Regions from separate parts of the Mus musculus genome. Here region 1 is linked to region 2. Evidence: chromatin contacts called from public Hi-C data. All regions are on one chromosome and are shown on one strand. The core of a region is the stretch at or near the end of the contact, and the rest is flanking DNA. Distances in the headings are between cores, read along the strand shown.

Region 1 (4,129 bases), core at 567-3,066, 52 kb before region 2:
GATTAGTGGGCAAGCGGAAATGCAGGCAGAGCTCTGAGTTTCTGGGACCCTCCTCAGCCCCCAGGGCCAATCAGGATTTTAAAGATTCCTAAAGACCTTGCCTCCTTGCAGGCTCTGTAAAGGGCTTCGGGCCAACTTCCTTGGGGTGTCTAGCGGTGCTTAAAGGAAACACCTGAATAGGACAGAGCAGTAAGAGCAACAACATTGTTCCCAGGGAGGCTGAGAGGATCCGAGGGTCCTGGATGCTGAGGGGCCACAGGAACTGAAGCCTGGCCTTTGTGTGCCTTTCAGGCATCATGGCCTTGGAAACAGCATGAGGGCATTGCAGTAGGCCTGTGACAGGTGATGAGGCCCTGCATCCTAGCCCACACTGACTGGGGTCTAACCTAGCCTATACTGAGGCTATTGTAAGTCTGAACGGCTTCTCTCTCTCTCTCTCTCAATCTCTCTCTCTCTCTCTCTCTCTCTCTCTCTCTCTCTCTCTCTCCCTCCCTCTCTCCTCTTTCTTACTCCATACCTATTTACAAACCTGTGGGCTTTTTGCATGCTAGGCACGGTGCTGTGCCACTGAGCAACAGCCCCAGCCCTCCTCAGCTTTAAAGGAAACACCATTGCAGCCCTTGTCACATAGGATGGGCAGGAGAACTGTGCCTGGTAAGACATGAGACCTGCCCGGAGCTAAATCAATGAATGAGGATAGTCCCACACTGCATCTTTTGCCACACAAAGTCTCTAGGTCTCTGCTCCCTCATCCTCAATCATATATCTACTGACCTGCCTCTGAGATTTGCACTCTGGGCTCTCTCCTCCAGGGGTGCTCCAGGGCCAGCCTCACCTCTGCATATAAGCCCTCCCGATCTCTGAAGCTTCATCCTGATCTCACCTCACTTTCCCTATATCTGTCTCCAAGTCCCGGCTCACCAGCAATTTTTTGCCTTATATTACTGTATCAGACAACCAAGGCCTTGTCTCAGCCCCTGGAGCAGGAGGCCAACAACCTAAGAGCACAGATGCCCCTCCCTGTACCCCCTCCTGGTCTCTCTGTGAGAGTGTGAGTGCACGCACACACACACATACACACCACACCAGCCAGCCCTGACAGTCACTAAATACCCAGAAGAGAGATGGACAGATGACGTCTTGGAAGCAACATAGACAGGGATTCAGGATTCTCCCTGCTCGCTCATTTATTCTGTGACCTGCTGCGATTTACTTCCCTGCGCTGAGTCTTGGTCTATTCCTGACCCAAGATGGGCATTGAAGCACTTACCCACCCAACCTCTAGTTCCTGAAAGAATCACAGCTATACAGCATTGGCCTTACCCTATTATCGCTAACAGGCACAGAGTTCGAGGGGTAAAACAAGAAAGGTCTCCTCACAAGATCTTGGGTCCTCTCCTCATTGGAAAATAGGTTGAACAGAAATAGCTGGCAGGTGCTCTTACTGTCACAGCAGGACCAGCCTTCTGAGACGTGGGCTCCTTAGGGCTCTTCATCCACCAGCCGCTTCCATGTTGAACCTCATCTGGGTCCAGCCCTGTCTCTCCCAACTCCCTCCTCAGACACTCTGCCCCAGTCAGAACCTACCTTAGCTGGACCACAGTTGTCCACGTCCCCAGACCCTCCAGCCAATGAGCTCCTGAGGTCCTGTTCAGGAGGCCAGCAACCCCAAGGACCAGATGTCCCAAAGGAGCCAAAGAGAGCTTGTCGTCCTGACTGTCCACTCTAGAGATCTGCAGAAAAAGTTCTTCCTCACACAGCTAGTCCTGTCCCTCCCCTTCCTTCCCCTTCCCCTTCCTCATGGCCCACAAAGCCCCTCCCAGGCATATCCTGCTGAGGCTTTTTTTTTTTTTTCAAAGAAGTGGGTGTGGTCACTCACTGTCCCTGGGGGTTCCTTATTCTGGCCTAATGCAAGTGACCTGTCTGGAGGGATGAACATTTCCACAAGGGATGGATATGTCCACTCTCATGCTGATGAGGTTCTGAAGCAGAAATCTAGCCTTTCCAAAGGTCCAGGTACCCCACTTATGTCCCATCCTACGGTGGGCATGAGGGACCAGATGTCTGTTAACCTCCTGACATCTGACATGCACAGGCTGAACTATTTCACACCAAACCAGCATCTCTGTCACCTCAGAACAGAAACCCTGTGTCATCCCAGCATCTGTCCCCCACATTTGCATCTTAGACCACATCAAGTCTGCTCAGCACTGCCTCCCCAGCCTGTGGGCTCTGTCCTGAGCTGTGACAAAGCCTGTCCTTGAGCCACTTCCTTAATCTCACCCCTGAGTAGCTCCTCACTGCAGCCTCTCCGCACCCTAGTGAAGGTTCTTAACTACCCAGGCTGCCAGGTGTGGTGGTCCATGCCTTTGATCCAGATGCTTTGGAGGCAGAAGCAGAGGCAGGGGCAGAGGCAGAGGCAGAGGCAGAGGCAGAGGCAGAGGCAGAGGCAGAGGCAGAGGCAGAGGCAGAGGCAGAGGCAGAGGCAGAGGCAGAGGCAGAGGCAGAGGCAGAGGCAGAGGCAGAGGCAGAGGCAGAGGCAGAGGCAGAGGCAGAGGCAGAGGCAGAGGCAGAGGCAGATCTGTGAGTTCAAGGCCAGCCTTGTCTACATATCCAGATCCAGACCAGCCAGGGCTGCATATTGCTAGCCTGTCTCTAAACAGACAAACAAAAACCATCGAGGCCATGGGACTCTCCTTCCAATGTTTTTCTTGGGTCATCTCTCTTCTCGGGGAAGAATAGGAAACAGGGCAAAGGGGCAAGAGGAAAAGCTGGGCAGGAATGTCAAGAAGGGACCAGTGGTCAGTGGTGGCAAATGTCAAGGCTAGGGAAGGACAGTTTGGGCACTGAGAGGAAGCTCCACCTCCTTGGCCTCCTCTCATTCCACCTCCCTCTTCCCCTCCTCCTCTATCTCAGACTTGAAATAAAAAACACAGGAACATCTCCAACACACTTTTTAGGCCTCTTTTAAAAAGTCACAGACTCTATGGTCACATCCTATTGGTAAATTGGCTCTGGAGAGTGTCAGGCAGATCAATAGTGATACTGTCTTTGAAGCACCTAGATCCAGTCATGCCTAAAACCCTGTTGCCTAATCTACTTCTAGTCAGCTCATCTATGTGATCCAAATTTCCCTGCCTTTTAAAGATTAAAGTTTTGATTTTTTTTTTTTTAATGTGGGCTTCTATCGCTTGCAGCTTTGGAAGTACTGGTTTTTATTTGTTTGACATCCTTGTAAGGCCCTCACTAGGTTCTAGTCTTGCCTTCATTTTTTAAGAGAAAGCCTTTAGAAAAACACAGTCCAGGGATGAGTGTCATTTCTTCTCTGGCTCTGCCTCCCTCCCCCTACTTTTTTTCCAGACTCTCCCACATACCCGGGGTTAATTCTCTCTAGCGTCTCTTCCCTCTTCGCTGGTGTTCTGAGGCCATTGCCTGCCTGCCCGACCCGCCTTCTCCTGCCCAGTAAGTTTTGGGATAGTAATGGTCCTCAGATTTTAGTCACCACATCCATGTGAAGAGAAAGATTGGCTCCTTCAGTAAAGCAAGTGGAAAGTGAGCACACGAGTGACAGACGTGGGGGTGGGGGGAGTGGTGGAAATGAATAAACCCAGTGTGTAATAGCTGAGAGCATGAACCCGTGCAGCCTCCACGGGCAGCCCCGCTTATCAGTCTCGGCCTAATTGAATCGGAAATCACAAGCTGGCCTCTGCTCTTGTGGCCGCACCGCTCTTATCAGCAGCGTTTCTGCAGCTGGTGTGGGTGTGGTAACCATATAGCGGGGCAGCCCGGTGACTGACTGAGGACAGTCCCAGACCCATCCCTTCCACGGAGGACTAGGAGGGAAGGAGGCGGTGATGAGAAAGATCTGTCCCCACACCTGTGCCTTTGCACAGCCCCGCCCATCTTCAGGTAGGGTGTAGACACAGACCGGCTGTCTAGCCCCACCCACCTCCCCTGGACCTACAATAATTCTCCAGCAACAGCACAGAGGGTCCCAGGGCGGTTCATGACAACAAAGGTACTCTCAGGGGACTGTTCAAGTGTATACACACACACACACACACACACACACACACACACACACACTCCTGCTAACACACCTCTGGCTGTCTTTGGGCCTCAGTCATCT
Region 2 (4,293 bases), core at 342-2,841:
GCTGTGGAGCGACGCACACAGGCACATCTGGACTTCTGTGGCTTACAAAGACGCAGGTGCTACTGATATGACTGTGGCTTATTGACTATGTTCATAATGAAAGGAAACACTAGCCTTCAGTTAGAAATGTCACCTGTCCTCCATCCTCTCTCATGGGCCCCAGGCACAGATGCAGGTGAGAATCTCTGCTCCTCCCCCTCTCCCACCCGCCCCGTAGCTGTGAAACCCTGAAGAATGAGGACATGGACCTGGGGGGCTGCTATCAGTTGTAGATGCTCACTGTGTCCTGAAGTCCTGGTATGACCTGGCTGCCCCTCTCCTTGTCCAGTCCAGAGTTCCCCCAGTCCATTTGCTTTCTGGTTTCTCCCCTAAACCAGTTCAATACCTCTGCCAAGCAACACCCCAGGGTGGTGTGGGTGAGTTTCTAACCACTCTCACTCACATCAGGCTTCTTATATGAGTTCAAAACAGCAGTCCCTGAGCCCGGCTCCCCTAGGGTGGAGTATGGTGTCAAGACTACAGCAGTGAATGAAAACTCAGGGGTAGATATCTGCAGAGAATGCAAGACAGGCAACAGCTCTGTCTGGACCTCTCATGATGGGCACAGACCAGCTCATGCCCCAGGGCCCTGCTTGGAGAGTGGAAGACAAGACAAGCTGGATAATTTCTGGGCCACTGCATCTTCAAAATGAGCAGGGCTTTTCACATTGTTATATTATGGGGTGAACAGCGGCAGCAAAGCAGTCTGAGTAAATCAACCACCAGACATCCTCAGCACTTACCCCTGACCTGAGGAGACTCAGGGAAAACCCCATAGGTGACTCTAGGAAACAGCAGCACTTTCTAGAACTTTCTTAAAGATCCAATGCACACACAACTACAATCTGTCTCCTCCATGTTTGTCCTCTGTATTCCAGACCCTTGGAAAGACTCTTCTCTTTCAGCTGCAGTGGTCCCACGAACAGAGAATGATATCTGAGAGTTCCTCCAGCTCCTATGTAGCCAGGCAGAGATGAAGCTCTTCCTGTGATGGTGATGTCATACGAGGAACAGCAGGAGGTCAGTGGTAGCCACTCCAGATGCCCAGCGACAGCAGGTCCCACAAGCAGAGGCAGCTTTATTTCTAGCCCAACCACAGTCAACGGGTGGGTGAATAGATCTGGGGCTGAGGCAGAGGGAGGCACACTCAGGTGCCTACTCCAGACCTTACAGAAGAAGTGGTCTAACTTGATATCCATCATCATGTTTCCATGGTTATCTCATCTGACCTGTCTCTGTATCAGTCCCTGGGACTAAAGGACGAGGCTGCAGAAGCCCAAGGAAGAAGAAAAGAGGAAGGTGGGCAGGCAACGATTGCTAAGAGACAGCATTGCGGGGCTGGGCTGCATGGCAACCTGGGCCTAACATAGATAAAAGGAACTCAAAAAACAAAAACAGAAAAGTCAAGATGCACACCGGCAGCCCCAGGGTTTCCTGTTTTTCTAACAAATCACTGATGATTTCCAAGAAAAGCAAGCTGTACTGCCCTGGCCCCGGCCCAGCCGCAGAATTTGCACATCTGGCCCGTGCTTCGAGAGCAGCCAGCGGTGGGCTGGGGCACAGGATGTGTCAGAACACCTCAAGACTCTGCAGCTTGAGGAGCAGGGCCAGGGGACTCCCTGCCACAGCCAGCTCGGCAGGCTTCAACCCATTACTATCTGCCTGTTCCTCCCACAGCTGCTTCAAATCCCGTCCAGTCACATTCGTCACATTACCTTCCCGTGTCAGCCTTAAGATAAAGAAACAGAAAGATCTCCATTCTCAGAGAAGCGTCTGGGGAGGGCTACGTGGGGGAGTCCCCCCACCCCCAGGCCAAACTACATTCCCTGGGAATTTCTAGTAAGATGGTGTAAGGGCTCCAGGAAAGACCACTGGAGCTGGGTTTCCTTGGCAACAGGAAGCAGATAAATTAAGCAGAAGCAAGGTCACTCAGGAAGCTTCCCACAAGGGGTCCCATCCTACCCAATCCCCAGCCTCACTGTCTGTCTGTCTGTTCTCACAGAGGTTTACAAGGCTCCCAAGTGCAGTCCTTGGAGGGATGGATGATCAGGCCCTGGTCTGGGGCTGAAGATCAACCTCCAGCCTTCTCTCTTGGCTTCCCCCAAGAAAGCGTGCCTGCTGCCTTCTGCCTGAACCCCTTCAGTAAGCTGCTTGTCTCCAGCAGAGCCCTTCCACATCCATCTCTTGCTGTTCTACCATCAAAACCCCACATTACTCTTCATGCACACTTTGACGCTCCGGGCCCTGGAAAAATGTCACCTTCCCTGTGGGGTCCTGCCAAGCCGAGGATTCCACTTTGCTCACTCAGGCTACAGGCAATCCACATCTAAGCAAGTCCAGCCTGCTGCCCAGCTCTGTCCTCCTGTACCTGTACCCCCAAAGAGGCACGACAGAGGCAGGATGTAGGCAGGGAGCTGCAGAAAGAGGAAAGGAGGGCATTTCGACGTCTTGTCCTTTCTGCCTTATTCCTATTTGGCAGGTACCTTAACTGGGGGGAATCTAATGACCACGCTACACACATAGACACATGCACCTTGCTGAGCCACATGAAACTGAGCTGCAGGCTGTGCATATCATGACTTGAATGTGGTCATACGTTACTTTCAACAGGGAAAGCACATCCTTAGGCTATGGTGTGGGGAATGCACCACTCGACAATTTGGTAGCCATGCAGACACCACAGGACACTAATGTGGGGAGAGAGCACAGGAGGCTACCTCTGGTGTGATACGGCATGCTGTCTGATAGTCAATATTTTTTGTAGGTAGAAGGAAGATACTCCAAGCTAATATTTAAAAGTAGACTATAGTCAATTCATAAGCCAGGAATAGTGACACAGATCACTTATTGTCATTATGGAGGTATTACCCCTTACATAGTTACGCACTTTGCCCTTCACATGATTAGTAGTACACCAGCATCATCACAAACCAGGGAGTAATGGGGTATGCTCCAGCTCTGGGACAGCCACATCACTAGGCAATAGAAAAATGTCAACTTCATTATAACGGTGAAGGACTACCATGGTCTATCCATTTCATTATCAATGGAAATGTTATTCAACACATGCCTGCAACCCATTATGTCCAGGGACCTCACATAGACACTGGTCCCTTACACTGTAAGAGGTTAACAAATGCATGTCTATGGAATCCCCAGCAAATGAATAAGCTTGCAACAGGAAGAGTACAGAAAAATCTCTTCTTCCCAAGAAAGGGTTTAGGGCTAGGATGCAGGCAGCTATGCCATGGAACAGTCCAGGAAGCCAGCAAGCCTTTCTCTTCCAAGGCCTGACTTGTCCCCCTCTTCCCTCACCTTGAAAGGAGGGTAGGAACGCACACTACCCACCCAGGCAGGCTCAGGCCCTTACCTATTCAGCGGGCACAGCCAGGGCTTATTGGGTTTGCTGGTAACTAGTCACTCTACACAATGTGTAGTCAGACGCCAGCTCCATGGGAATTTCCCCTGACAAACGAACAGGTCTGCTTTACCCCTGGTCCACATGCTGCTCCTGGGGACAAGACACCAACTCCAAAGCTATGCTCCTCCATCTGGCTCCTGACTGTCCTCCTTCAGCCAGGAGACTCCATGACTGACTCAAAAGGAGTTCGAGACACTCTTGTTGGCAGCAGAAGAAAGGGAAAAGTCCCTGAAAACTCACCACAGGAAAACAACGTAGAGATGGGCATGATGATACATGGCTGCAAGCCCAGGAAGCTGAGGTGGAAGGATGGTGAGTTTGAGGCCAGCCTGGGCTACATAGCAAGTTCCAGACTGGTCTTGTCTATGTAGAAAGACCTGCTTTCCAAAAGCAAAACAAAACAAAGCAAAGCAAAGCAAAGCAAAGCAAAGCAAAGCAAAGCAAAGCAAAGCAAAGCAAAACAAGAAAATAGAAGGTATTTGATAACATCATAGTACTCAAAGATGTCCATAATGGTGTCTCTAAAGTCCCTTAGACTCTAGTTCCTCAAGAAGTGGATTCTAACTTCTCTGTCCTTAAACCGAGGCAGGCCAATGACTATGACAACCAGTGAATTACAATGGAAGCAGCCTGCTTCAGCTTCTAAGGCTGGGTCATAAATGGCAAGGCAGTGACTGTTTCCTTTTGTACTTAGAATTTGCCTTGATGTGAGGAAGCCCAAAAAACCTAGAGGAGAATCTGTGGGCACCTGGATCCACAGTTCTGTTTTCCAGATGTTTCTATCTTCCCAGCTGAGGCTTCTCCAAGTGCTGAACACATCACTGGCACAGAGA

What was found. Hi-C and Micro-C count contacts between places; a contact is called where the count stands out from the background.
Region 1: a contact with region 2 is called in a Hi-C map of Th1 cells, with 1.7 times the contacts expected there. The contact joins the promoter of Pik3r6 here to the enhancer-like site in region 2. A contact is called at or near these places in 1 of 15 datasets of contacts at CTCF or cohesin (CD8 T cells), 7 of 484 Hi-C or Micro-C datasets (CD4 T cells, CD8 T cells, Th1 cells and 3 more), 4 of 115 datasets of contacts at active chromatin or transcription factors (CD8 T cells, double positive thymocytes, embryonic stem cells and 1 more) and 2 of 9 other capture datasets (adipose tissue and liver).

The regions. Positions count from the first base shown.
Region 1 is chr11:68,500,706-68,504,834 of GRCm38.p6, reverse strand. Pik3r6 (phosphoinositide-3-kinase regulatory subunit 5) reads right to left here and starts at 1,816. Exons shown (of 20, transcript NM_001081566.2): 1 at 1,588-1,816.
Region 2 is chr11:68,448,684-68,452,976 of GRCm38.p6, reverse strand. All of the region lies in intron 1 of Pik3r5 (phosphoinositide-3-kinase regulatory subunit 5), which reads right to left. Among named protein-coding and RNA genes, the nearest start is that of Pik3r5, 19 kb to the right of the region's middle. Within about 2 kb of position 1,591, at least 64 of the 459 cell types and tissues checked have an H3K27ac peak or open chromatin away from gene starts, as enhancers often do. A contact at or near this core is called in CD8 T cells, Th1 cells, adipose tissue and 1 more, where this site is marked.